Regions from separate parts of the Nomascus leucogenys genome. Here region 1 is linked to region 2. Evidence: chromatin contacts called from public Hi-C data. All regions are on one chromosome and are shown on one strand. Each heading gives the region's core, a stretch centred on a gene start, on an enhancer-like site or on the middle of the called end of the contact. The rest is flanking DNA. Distances are from core to core; before and after follow the strand shown.

The links. A called contact is a pair of places that touch in the nucleus more often than the background predicts.
Region 1: a contact with region 2 is called in a Hi-C map of an unstated tissue, with 4 times the contacts expected there. The contact joins two enhancer-like sites. A contact is called at or near these places in 2 of 4 Hi-C or Micro-C datasets (a lymphoblastoid cell line and an unstated tissue).

The regions. Positions count from the first base shown.
Region 1 is chr18:92,191,551-92,197,812 of Asia_NLE_v1, reverse strand. CLEC16A (protein CLEC16A) reads left to right here. Exons shown (of 24, transcript XM_030798973.1): 4 at 808-956; 5 at 2,758-2,863; 6 at 4,186-4,191; 7 at 4,574-4,697. Among named protein-coding and RNA genes, the nearest start is that of CLEC16A, 27 kb to the left of the region's middle. Within about 2 kb of position 3,597, the one cell type or tissue checked has an H3K27ac peak away from gene starts, as active enhancers do. A contact at or near this core is called in a lymphoblastoid cell line, where this site is marked.
Region 2 is chr18:92,066,033-92,071,643 of Asia_NLE_v1, reverse strand. The region is part of intron 19 of CLEC16A (protein CLEC16A); the gene reads left to right. Among named protein-coding and RNA genes, the nearest start is that of CLEC16A, 150 kb to the left of the region's middle. Within about 2 kb of position 2,588, the one cell type or tissue checked has an H3K27ac peak away from gene starts, as active enhancers do. A contact at or near this core is called in a lymphoblastoid cell line, where this site is marked.

The DNA of each region.
Region 1 (6,262 bases), core at 2,348-4,847, 130 kb before region 2:
GCCTCTCTTCACTGTTGAAAGCCCTCACCATACTGGCCTGCATTTCCGCAGGGCCAGGCACTGGGAGCTGGGGAATGGGGTTGCTCTTTAGTTGACCCCAGTGCCCTTGGGCCCTCATCACCCAGTTTTCATTGTTGGGCCCCCGTAATGCATGACAAACTCTGACGTCAGACCTAAGTTTGAATCCCTTCTCTGTGACTGTCTCTGTGCACGGGTAAGTTAACATCTCCGAGATGTTTTTGCTCATCTGCAAAATGGGAAGAATGAGCAGGATCATGTGAAATGGTCATGTAAAGCACTCAGCCCAGTGGCCGGCATGTAGTAGGGATTCAGCAGAAAGGGACCTTTATGAAATCATGTTGCTATATAAGGAGGAAAAAAACCCTAGTGTGGCCTGTTTGTGGCCTTCAGAGTTGATGATGTGATTTGTGATGGCAGAAGGGGGCAGCTTTTTACCCTCATCCATGGGTGGTTTGTGAAAATGCCCACACACCAGCTAATCTCCCCCTACTCCCAGCTCTTTGTTGAACTTTGCCATCAATTAAAATGTTGGAGTGTCTTTTTTTTATTTGGTGTGGGCGGGCAGGGAAGGGCTGTTCTCTGGTGATGCCTTTGAACTTCCTGGTGACTGTGCATCGAAGATGATCTCTTTGCTGGTTAAAAGTTAAGCTCTTCCCAGTTACTGTGTTTAATTCCAGCAACCCAGAGGCTTACCTGATTCAAGTACATTGACGGGTCATCTGCTTGTTACCTGGCTTATCTTTCCTCCAGCATGAGTTAACCTGTTTTGTTTTTTTCTCTCTCTAGATTATTTGCTCTCAAATAACTATGTAAATTCTATCATCGTTCATAAATTTGACTTTTCTGATGAGGAGATTATGGCCTATTATATATCGTTCCTGAAAACACTTTCATTAAAACTCAACAACCACACTGTCCATTTCTTTTATAATGAGGTAAGTAATTGGCAGAGGGGCACCTGTGGGTGTAAAGCCACACGTGGCTTTTTTTTTTTTTATGACAGCGCCTTATATCTGGATGGTCTTGTGTCTGTTTACAAAGCTCTTATATACTTGTTATGATTTTCATGGCAACACTTTTGACTTTGGCATGCTTAAAAATTTTTTTTAATTAAATAAGTTACCTTTCTATTAAAAAAATTTAATTCTTTGTAGAGACAGGGTCTTACTATATTTCCCAGGTTGGTCTTGAACTCCAGGGCACAAGCGATCCTCCTACCTTGGCCTCCCAAAGTGTTAGGATTACAGGCGTGAGCCACAGCACCTGGCCAGCCTTTCCATTGTTAATGTAAAATTCAATTTGTTCTGAGAGCTTTATACTTGGTAGAGAGGAGACATGCCCAGATATTGTCTTGGGGAAGTGTTGCCCTGTGGGAAAAACAGGAACTCCAGTCAGGGTTGGTTTTGTCACTTCCCTGCTGTGTCACCTTCAGGAAGTCCCAGTCCGTTTCTGAACCTCAGTTTCCTCATCTCAGAAATGGGGATAAGAATGTACATCTTATAGGGTTATTAGGGGTTGAATTAAATGAGATGATGTCTTCAAAGTGCCTAGTATATATGTAGCTAAAATCATAGATGTTGCTATTGTTGATAAGATAATGTCCCTGACATTCTTTGGGAGAATTATTAAAATGAACAACTTAAATAAATAAATTGCTCCTGTCCTGACACCTAAAAGGGGTTTGAACAATAGGGTCAATGTATCTCCCATACCAAAAGGTCCCGGCACTGGCCGTGCTGGTTCATCCTGTGGTTCAACCGTATCAGCGAGGACCCAGGCTTTCCCATCTTGCTGCTCTGCTGACTATACAGTTGGCACCCATCCTCAGGTTCAACCCCTCATGGTCAGAGGGTGGCTGCCACTGCCAAAATGCCTGATGAGATCACTTCCCTTCTTGTGTCCCTTTTTAACTTCCAAAGAAAACTTTCTCAGAAGGTTCCCACCAGGCTTCCCCTCATGTTTCCCTGCGTCCCACTGAGTACTTCTTAGGTGTCAAGTGCTGGGATAAGCACAAGACCAGAAATGATCTCGTTTAATCTGGAAACCATAAAGTAGATGTTATTATCCCCATGTTATAGATGTAGAAACAGAGGTTTAGAAATACTGCATTGCACAGGTTAGAAGTGGTAGAACGGGTAATGAACCCAGGTCTGACATTATCTGGACTCTTTTTTTTTTAATTATAATTTTTAAAGTAGAGATGAGGTCTTGTCACATTGCCCAGGCTGGTCTCAAAACTCCTGACCTCAAGTGATCCTCCCTCCTTGGCCCCCCAAAGTGCTGGGATTCTGGGCATGAGCTACCACTCCCAGCCAATCAATCAGTGATTACTGCTACTACCACTACTACTGCTCTTTTTTCTTTTTTCTTTTTTTGAGACAGGGTCTTGCTCTGTTGCCCAGCCTGGCATGCAGTGGCACAATCACATCTCACTGCAGCCTCCAACTCCTGGGCTCAAGCCAACCTCCCACCTCAGCCTCCCAAGTAGCTGGTACCATGGGTGTGCACCACCACACGGACTTGGACTCTTCTGTTTCTTCCGTGACTTTGCCTTCCTATCCCTTTCTGCATTCCCCGTTGGGAATGAACCACTGACTTACGGTTCACGTTGGCAATGTCTTTTTTTTTTTTTTTTTTGTCTTTTTCTGAAGTCTCTGATGGAATTCAGAGAGTTGGGATGGGGCCAGGCCTGGCTTATGGGCTTCTAATTTGTTTTCGTTATTTCTTTTGTTTTAGCACACCAATGACTTTGCCCTGTACACAGAAGCCATCAAGTTTTTCAACCACCCTGAAAGCATGGTTAGAATTGCTGTAAGAACCATAACTTTGAACGTCTATAAAGGTAAGTGTCCTCATGGGCTTGTGTCTCGGCCGATTTCTGACTTGGCAGCAAGCGCTCACTCCCGTGTGTGTGCGTACGGTTCTCCGATTGTCACGAGGGGGTGCATTGATGATGAGCCGTGGCAGCTTCTCTCATGAAAAACTTGGAATCCCTTAGCATTTAGCTGGCCGCTCATGGAAATCCTTGCCTTCTCCAGGCACGTCGAAGTCTTGCTCATGCTCCCGCATAGAAGTAGGAGGTCCTGAGAGGCACGTGTGGGATTCAGAGTGGCTATGTTTTAGGATTTGAGAAGGCAAAGTTGTCTTTTTAATGTGTCATTTAAATTTTTGTGTCTTGGCTTGTGAAATATACTTTAATACAGCTAAGGGGTAATTTGACTTTTAAGTAATATATAAAAGCATGTCACATTTGAACAGCAGGGGGCAATGTTGTATTCCCAACAGGCTGCAAAGCCCAGCACTAACAGTTCTTTCTTTCCCTCAGGATGTTCTTAATACCCAAAACATTGCCCCAGGGAAAAAGCCATTCCCCCACTCTCCACTGCACTGACACAAAGGCTGCCTGGCCACAAGTTTCCTGAACTGGAATTGCCCTTCCAAGGCGATGCTTGGAAGTTCTCTGCCTAATGCCTGGGTTTTTTTCCCCGGAGTCACCAAAATGGAGATGGGACTATTTTCTCAGGGATGAAAGGGCTTTGACTTTCATGAGTCAAAATGTTATTACTCCCTCATGAGGGTGGGGGCTTCTCAGGGACTCACTCCAGCCTAGCACTGGGCTTACATTAAATTTAAGAACTTTTCTAAGAGCCCAACTGGACCCATCCAGGGGTCACAAACTGAGGACCTGTGGGCCATATCCAGCTATCAGACATGTTTTAATTGGCTTAGTTTTTGAAAAAATATGTAGTTGCCAGTATTTAAAAATTGGGAGATCGTCCATGATAATCTGGATTTGCACCTTGAAGATGTAGATTTGGCTAGTTGAGGCCCACAGTCCTGCAGGTGGGGGGGTCAGCTGGCACAGAAGCAGCTGCCTCTTTGGGGTCAAGGCCCATGCTCCCAGGTCACGCACTAGACCTCTGGCCACCAGCCAACCTGGCAGGCTGCTAAGATTGTGACCCTGGTCCAAGCCACAGTTGGTTCTGCTGCCTCCTGCTCTGTTTTCTCCTGTCTCCTTCTAACCTTATCTCTCTGTGCAGATGCCTCCCACCCTAGTCTCTCTCCCTCTGAGCAGCTCTCTCACCTTCCCAGGTCCTAACCCTGTTAACTGTTGTCTGTTTTTTGCTTTTCCTTCAATGACGATTCCTGTGTTCCTTATTCCAGTGTCACGTAAGTTATTAACCTCTGGTTTTCTGCTTTCTTAGTCTACCCTTATATGTAAATACCTTGGTTGAGAATGGTGTAATTCTCAGTGTAGTCTAGCTCATTCTGCTACTGATAAGTAGGCTCTCCCATGCACCATTAATGTTTAGCCCAACTAATTTATTTTTAAGTATAAAATATCGTAAGAACTGCCTTGATGACTATACTTTTATGAATAAGATAAACATTTTTAAGTATTTCCAGGAAAGACAGACAATTTCAGATTATAGCAGAGGGCTTTTTCATTATGGTTTTTGGGTTTTGCTTTGTTTTTATTTATTATTTTTTTAATCTTCCCCAAGTTATTTTTGGTAGCTTGACTTGTTTTTTCTTCTGTGAATTTTCTCAGTGGATAACCAGGCCATGCTGCACTACATCCGAGATAAAACTGCTGTTCCTTACTTTTCCAATTTGGTCTGGTTCATCGGGAGCCACGTGATCGAACTCGATGACTGCGTGCAGACTGATGAGGAGTAAGTGACACCCCCAGGGCCACTCAGTAGATAGACAGGGTGGTTAGGGGAGAATTCTGTTTTCATCAAGGAAAAATAAACACAAGAACAGCACTTCCCTACCTCTGTGTAGGCAGAGCATGGACTTCCATACTCTAAAAGGTCCTGCTCACCTATTTGTAATAATGAAACACTGGAAACAACTCAGACGCCTCCCAGAGCAGGCGGGGTAAATCAATTCAGTACAGCCATAGATGGGGCTGCTAGGCAGCTGGTGAGAAGGTCAAGAGGCTCTGTCAGCTGATGAATGCATTAACAAAATGTAGTCTGTCTGTACGATGGAATAGTGTTTGGCGATAAAAAGGAATGAAGTGCTGACACTTGGTATGGCGTAGATGAACCTCAAAAGCATTATGCCTAGTGAAATGCCCAGAATAGGTGAATCTATAGGGGCAGAAAGTAGATTGGTGGTTTCCTAGGGCTAGGATGTTGTGTGGGGACATAGGAAGCAACTGCTAATGAGTATAGGGCTTTTTTTTCTTTTTTGAGACAGAGTATTGCTCTGTCAGCCAGGCCGGAGAGCAGCGGGGTGATCATGGCTCACTGCAGCCTCGACCTCGTAGGTTTAAGCAATCCTCCTGCCTCAGCCTCCCAGGTAGCTAAGACCACCAGGCCTATGCCACCATGCCCAGCTAATTTTTTTGATTTTTAGTAGAGATGGGGTTTCGCCATGTTGCCCAGGCCAATCTTGCATTCCTGGGCTCAAGCAATCCTCCTGTCTCGGCCTCCCAAAGTGCTAGGATTACAGGTGTGAGCCACACATCTGGCCAAGTCAGGGGCTGCTTCCTTTTTTTTTTTTTTTTTTTTTTTTTTTTTTTTTTTTTTTTTTTAGACAGAGTCTTGCTCTGTCACCCAGGCTGGAGTGCAGTGGTGCAATCTTGGCTCACTGCACCTCTGCCTCCTGGATTCAACTGATTCTCTTGACTCAGCCTCTGGAGTAGCTGGGATTACAGGTATGCCCCACCACGCCTGACTAATGTTTGTATTTTTAGTAGAGATGGGGTTTCACCATGTTGGCCAGGCTAGTCTTGAGCTCCTGACCTCATGATCCGCCCACCTTGGCCTCCCAGAAGTGCTGGGATTACAGGCGTGAGCCACTGTACCCGGCCATAAGGGGCTTTTTTTTGCAGGGGGGATAACAATGTTCTAAAATTGACTGTGATCATGGTCAGGCAACTCTGTGACTCCACCAAAAACCATTACATTGTGTACTTTAAATAATTGAATGTTACGGTATGTGAATTATACTTCAATAAATCTCTTTAAAAAAGAGATTAGGATGGTGCTTTTGTCCTCAGAGGGATGATTAGAAGTTCCAGAGCAGGATTTCTTTCCCTTGGCTCTGTTGACCTCTTGAACTAGGTAACGTTGTTGTGGGGGCTGTCCTGTGCATCGTAGGATTTTTAGCAACATTGCTGGCCTCTCTACCTGCTGGATGCCAGTAGCACCCCTCCCCAGTCATACCAACCAAAAATGTCCCCAGACATTCCCAAATGTCCCCTTTAAGGCAAAACCACTCTCACTTG
Region 2 (5,611 bases), core at 1,339-3,838:
AGGGTCTGTTGTCTATGAGCTGTATGACTTTGGCCGAGCTTCTGAAACTCTGTGGGCCTCGGTTTCCTCTTCCATAAAACAGGGTGGTCGTGACAAATATACTAACAAGCATTTGATCCATAATAGAATCCCCAGTGCATGCTGACTGTCATTATCCTCATCATCACAACTGTCGCCAGTCTAGTGGGAGACAGGCCAGGAGGCAGGAAGCTCCGCCTACCCCAGTGTCGAGGCCCCCATGGAGCAGGGAGGAGCTGGGGTGAGGAGCGCCCTTACTTGGGCCACCTGTCCAGACCCATCTCAGGGGTCTCCTCCTCCTGTACCCCCTACCACCTCTACTTCCCTGCTGGCTCCTACAGCCTTTGCACCCCCTTCTCGTGGTGCTTTCGGGGCATCACATGGGATGCACCCTCATCTCCTATGAGTTCAGTTAGACTTGCTTAGCACAGCAGAGTGAGAGAGAGAAGGGCACTTGGCTTCAATGGAGTGGCCCATCCCTGCCATCCCTCACAGTGAGCCTGGGCCCTGGAGTTGGGACATTTGGAGAACAAAGCCACTTTTCCTCATCCAGTGCAGTTACCATGGCCATACTCCTCCCAGTAAGTATGAGTCTAAGACTCAAAAAGTGCTTCAAGGCCTCCTAAACCCTGGCAGACACTTCCTGTGGCACTCAGGCAAAGGAACAAACAGGCTTCCAGTGCACAGGCTGGGAGCATGCCCTGCTGGACACTTCAGTGATTCTGCCCGGACTCAAGTGTTGGAAGGTGGGCAGTGACTGGTCACCTTTCTCTTCATATCTATACTACCTGGCACTGAGGAGCCACCAAATGAATCTGTCTTAAAGCAAAGTGGGCGTATTTTTGAAGAAGTAAATATCAGCCAGGCGCCGAGGGTGGGCAGATGCACCCTGGGCACAGCACAGGTGGAAGAGGGCAGGGCCTGTACAAGACTGAGCAAGAGGAGGTAGAAGGCGAGCCAGGATATGAGGGTGTGGCACTGCAGAGAAGGGGCCCTGCTGAAAGACAGGAAAGTGGGCTCCAGGAAGCCCACTTCCATGGCACAGTTAGCAGGGATGAGGTAGCAAGACTGGAGGCGGCAGCTGGTGGAACATGCCTCTCTCATTCACCCCAAGTGAGAGGACAGTGACCCAAGCCACAGTGCATTCAGGGATGGGGCAGGCTTGGTTAGAAGGGAGGACCCACAGGCTTCCTAGCCTGTTGGGGTGGAGGGGTGACGAGGGCCTTTGGATGACAGGCAGGTCCTATCATGCGCTTGTAGAAGCCATGGTGGTTAATTTCTGCCTTCTTTTGTAACTGTGGCATTAGGAAGCAGGACTGACCCCATTCCCCTAAATGATGTCCTGGTCTCAACCTTTCCTCCAGGGTACTTCCCAGTTGTCCAGGGCCCCTTCCCAGCCCGTGGCTGTCCTAATGAACCACCTTGCTGTGTCACCTTCAGGTGACCAAGGATGAAGGCTCCAGGGGCTCAAAGGGGAAACTGAAGGGTAACATGAGTCAGGGGTTCCAGAGGCTTGACCCAGAAGCTCTGCGCCTGTCCTGGGCAGGCCAAGCCTAATAAGTTTCCAGCCCTAAGGTGTGATTGCAGTAAACCTTCTGGGGGCCAGAGCTGGCTTCATCTACAGATGAGAGGTTTGTGGGAGGAGGCAGAAGTGCTCTTGTGGCTTAACGGGCCCTCTTGGCTCCAGCTGCTCAGAGGAGGGGCAGCTGAGAGTCACAGGAGGCCTTGCCTCTGAAGTTTGAAGCATTTACAGGCACCACCTCCCCCCTACAACTTTTTCCAGGCCACATCAGGCAGCTGCCTTCTTAAGAACTGACCTTGTGTGTCTCTTTTTGCATCTGAGTTCTTTAGAAAAATCTCTCCCTTTTTTCCTGTGGGGCCCTGCATGCCTGCCTTGGCCCCACTGCCCAAATATGCCTTCTCTCATTTCCCTCCTGCCTCTGCCGTGTAGTTTCTAATGTAGCTCAAATATGAAAAATTAGGTTTGCATGGTTGCCATGAATTTTACATGAATCATATTTAAATCAATAAAGCCTATAGAATGAATCAAGTTATCGTTATTATGAAGTAGTAGGGGGCTATTTAAAGGGGCCGTGGGCCTTTAAGCACATAATGGAAAAAGTTTCCTACTACTGGATGATCCCTGATAAAGCACTTAACCTTTTGCAGCTCTGGGCTCCTCAGTACCTGAGATGTGTTTGAAGTTTCTACTTTCTTCTTAGCAGGTGTGATAAAGCAGAACTAAAATGAAAGTCACATTTTCCATGACTTGTTTCTTATTTGAACAGTTGCTAATCTTTTTTTTTCTTTTTTTTTTTTAAGTGGGTAGTCTTTTAAATGACATTCTGTTTCAAATGTGTGAGCTTGGGATCTTTGATGTAAGTAGCAGGAAAAAGTGGGCGGTAATGTTATGGAACGTGGAAAGCCTGCCTTTTCTAGGTCGTGCTTTTAGAGCAAGAACCAGAGAGAAGAAAGAAAGGAGAGAGAAGATGAACAAGAAAAAAGCCTGTGCGGGGGTCACGGCTGGAAAGGCCCTCACAGCAGCCTGGCACATCATGTTCTGACTGTGGGTGCAGGGCTCCCCCCACCTCCCCATTTTCACCTTGATCAGTCCTGACATTCTGTCCACGGGCCAGCTCTGGTCTGTGTGTTGGGAATGACCACTCCAGGAACAGAGTCCAGGCAGTCAGCATAGCTGAGGGTTTGCCACAGTGCTCTGGACAGTTGAGTAAGACAGGAGCTATGGCCGGGCACGATGGCTCACGCCTATAATCCCAGCACTTTGGGAGGCCGAGGCAGGCAGATCACCTGAGATCAGGAGTTCGAGACCAGCCTGGCCAACATGGTAAAACCCCGTCTCTACTAACAATAGAAAAATTAGCCGGGCATGGTGACAGGTGCCTGTAATCCCAGCCACCTGGGAGCCTGAGGCAAGAGAATCACTTGAACCCAGGAGGCAGAGGTTGCTATGAGCCGAGATCATACCACTGCACTCCACCCTGGGTGACATAGCAAAACTCTGTCTCAAAAAGAAAAAGAAAAAAAAAAAAAAAGGAGCTAGAAGCATAGCTGTAGCATGAGATTGGCACCAAATGAGACCTTCACTTTGGAAGTTAATGGACTCAAACTCCTGGGTTCAAGCAATCTTCCCACTTCAGCCTCCCAAGTAGCTAGGACTGCAGGTGCACACCATCACACCCAGCCATTACCTTTTAATTACACAAATACTGTGCAAATAACTTGTAAGAAAACAAAACTAAGGCCAGATACCATGGCTTAGGCCTGTAATCCCGGTTACTTTGGGAGGCTGAGGCGAGGGTTGTGGGGGATCACTTGAGCCCAGGAGTTGGAGACCAGACTGGGCAACATAGCAAGACCCCATCTCTAAAAAAAAAAAAAAAAAAATTTATATAGCTGGGTGGTCTTCATCTATAGTCCCAGCTGCTCAGGAGGCTGAGGTGGGAGGATCATTTGAGTCCAGGAAGTCAAGCCTATAGTGAGCTGTGATGGCATCACTGCACTCCAGCCTGGGTGACAGAGTGAGACCCTGTCTCAAAAAGTAAAATAAAATAAAAACTAAGTAATTTCCACCCCCCTCATCCCACTTCCCTGGATAACCACAGTCACAGTGGGTATGTTTTCTTCCAGACCTGTGTCCCAAGAAGCACGCAGAGACCCACGGGAGGAATACAGACCATTGAAAGTTTTCTAAATTTATTTTCTGATTATAAAAGTATTACCTATTCACTGTAGAAAATTAAGAAAAGAGAAACAGGCATTTAAAAAACACTTGTAACCATACCATACCCCAAAGATAACCACACGAGTTCATTTTACAAAAATGAGGTCACCCTGTGCATGCTGTTCGATAACCTTAATTTTTCACTCCAGGCCTTGTGGGGATGCCTTGTCCCTGCGTCACCAAGCTGTGTGTCTCATCAAGACTTTTCCAGAGGTGGTGCCTGAGGCAATTTTTGGTTGGCAAATGTAGGAATATTTTGTCCATGTACGTAATTATGTCTTCTATGAAAGATGATGCTGATTTTGCGTTGATGTAAATGAAATTTTCCTTATAAATTTCAATACAAAGGGAGGGACATAATCTAAAGAAAACATCACATAAATGGTACAGGTGGTACAACTAGGAGAAAATCCTTAGGATGGTAAGGAAATGACTAAAGTTTAGGAACCACCATTTTAACAGGATTTTTAAAAAACTGACTGTATAACATGCCACCATGAGGGCCTGCCAAGATTTAGTTTCCCTGTATCTGTGAATTTTTCCCTTTTTAAGTCCTCCCCACCTCGAGTTTGAACTTCCCTGTAGCTGAATCTCTACACCCAACCATGAGAATGGTGTAACCTAAAATTCTAGAACAGGTTAAAGGACATGCCCAGCTGAAAGGCTTCTTTGCCAATTGCCAAGTTGCCCTCCAGGAAGGCTGTCCCAGTGTGAGCAGCTGGGTGAGTAACCAGGGGCTGTTTTCCTGATGAAAATTCACAACTGTGAGTAAATGCCTCACATCCCGTACCAGTTTTCTTATCTGAAAGATTTTATCAGCTCCCTCGCCCTTGACAGGTTTCTTTCTCTGTGTTTTGGGGGCCTCTGTAAGTGCCTTTTAATATTTCCATTGTGTGTGTTAATCTTTCATTAGAATTTGATGCATCAGAAATATTTTTAAAAAGCTTAGTTCAATTAATTTCCTTCCCTGCCCTATTATTTTATTTCCTTCTTTACCTGAATCATTAATGGCAAAGAGCACTGACACAGAACTGAGTTCAGGGCTGTTCTCATTAACTCCCGGGGATGTTATGAGCAATCCATCAGTCCTGGGGTTGCATTACAGCCTCCGTATTTACTGGCGTTTTTTTCAGTGAGCTTTCACTGCGTGTGAAAAATCCAGCAGCTTTTTGGCCCCGTTGGTTTACATCTGTTTTATGAATGGCCTGAAACATCTGTTCCAGTGTCTCAGAGTGAGATGAGGAAAAGGATTTTGTGCTTTGCTTTGTTTTTCAATTATCCATGGGCTGTGAGTTCCTTGCATTATAATAGCAGGAGCACAAACCTATGATCAGACTCCACCAAGTTCAGTGTTGGCTCAGGGTTTGACCTTGGGCAGGTTTGTCTGCCTCCCACAAATGATGCCAGAAGGCCAAGTGGTATGTAGACTTGGCTGTGTGGTAGAATCACTTGGAGAACTTTAAGGCTCCCAGTGCCCAGGTCGCACCCCACACCAATTAAATCAGACTATCTGGGGGCAGGAGCCAGCATCTGTTTTCAGTGATCCCAGCTGATCCTACATGCAGTAGAGTTTGGGAGCCACCGCTCTAAGGATTAACTGAGGCCTCTGCAGCATGCACTAGCATGGTGGCAAACAATGAGTTCTCAGTGCCCACCCCTCAACAGAAAAGCCAGAAGATGGAGACACAGAAGTCAGATCCTGCTCAGCCCCATCTCCGAGGAATGGCCATGTGAGCCTGTGTACTGAGAATGCGTGCCTGTGCACGCCGAGGATGCAGAAAGGGACAGGGGACCAAGTGGCAGGTAGCCTTTTCTTCTAAACTGCTACCAGGTATTTGCATCCCCGCCTGT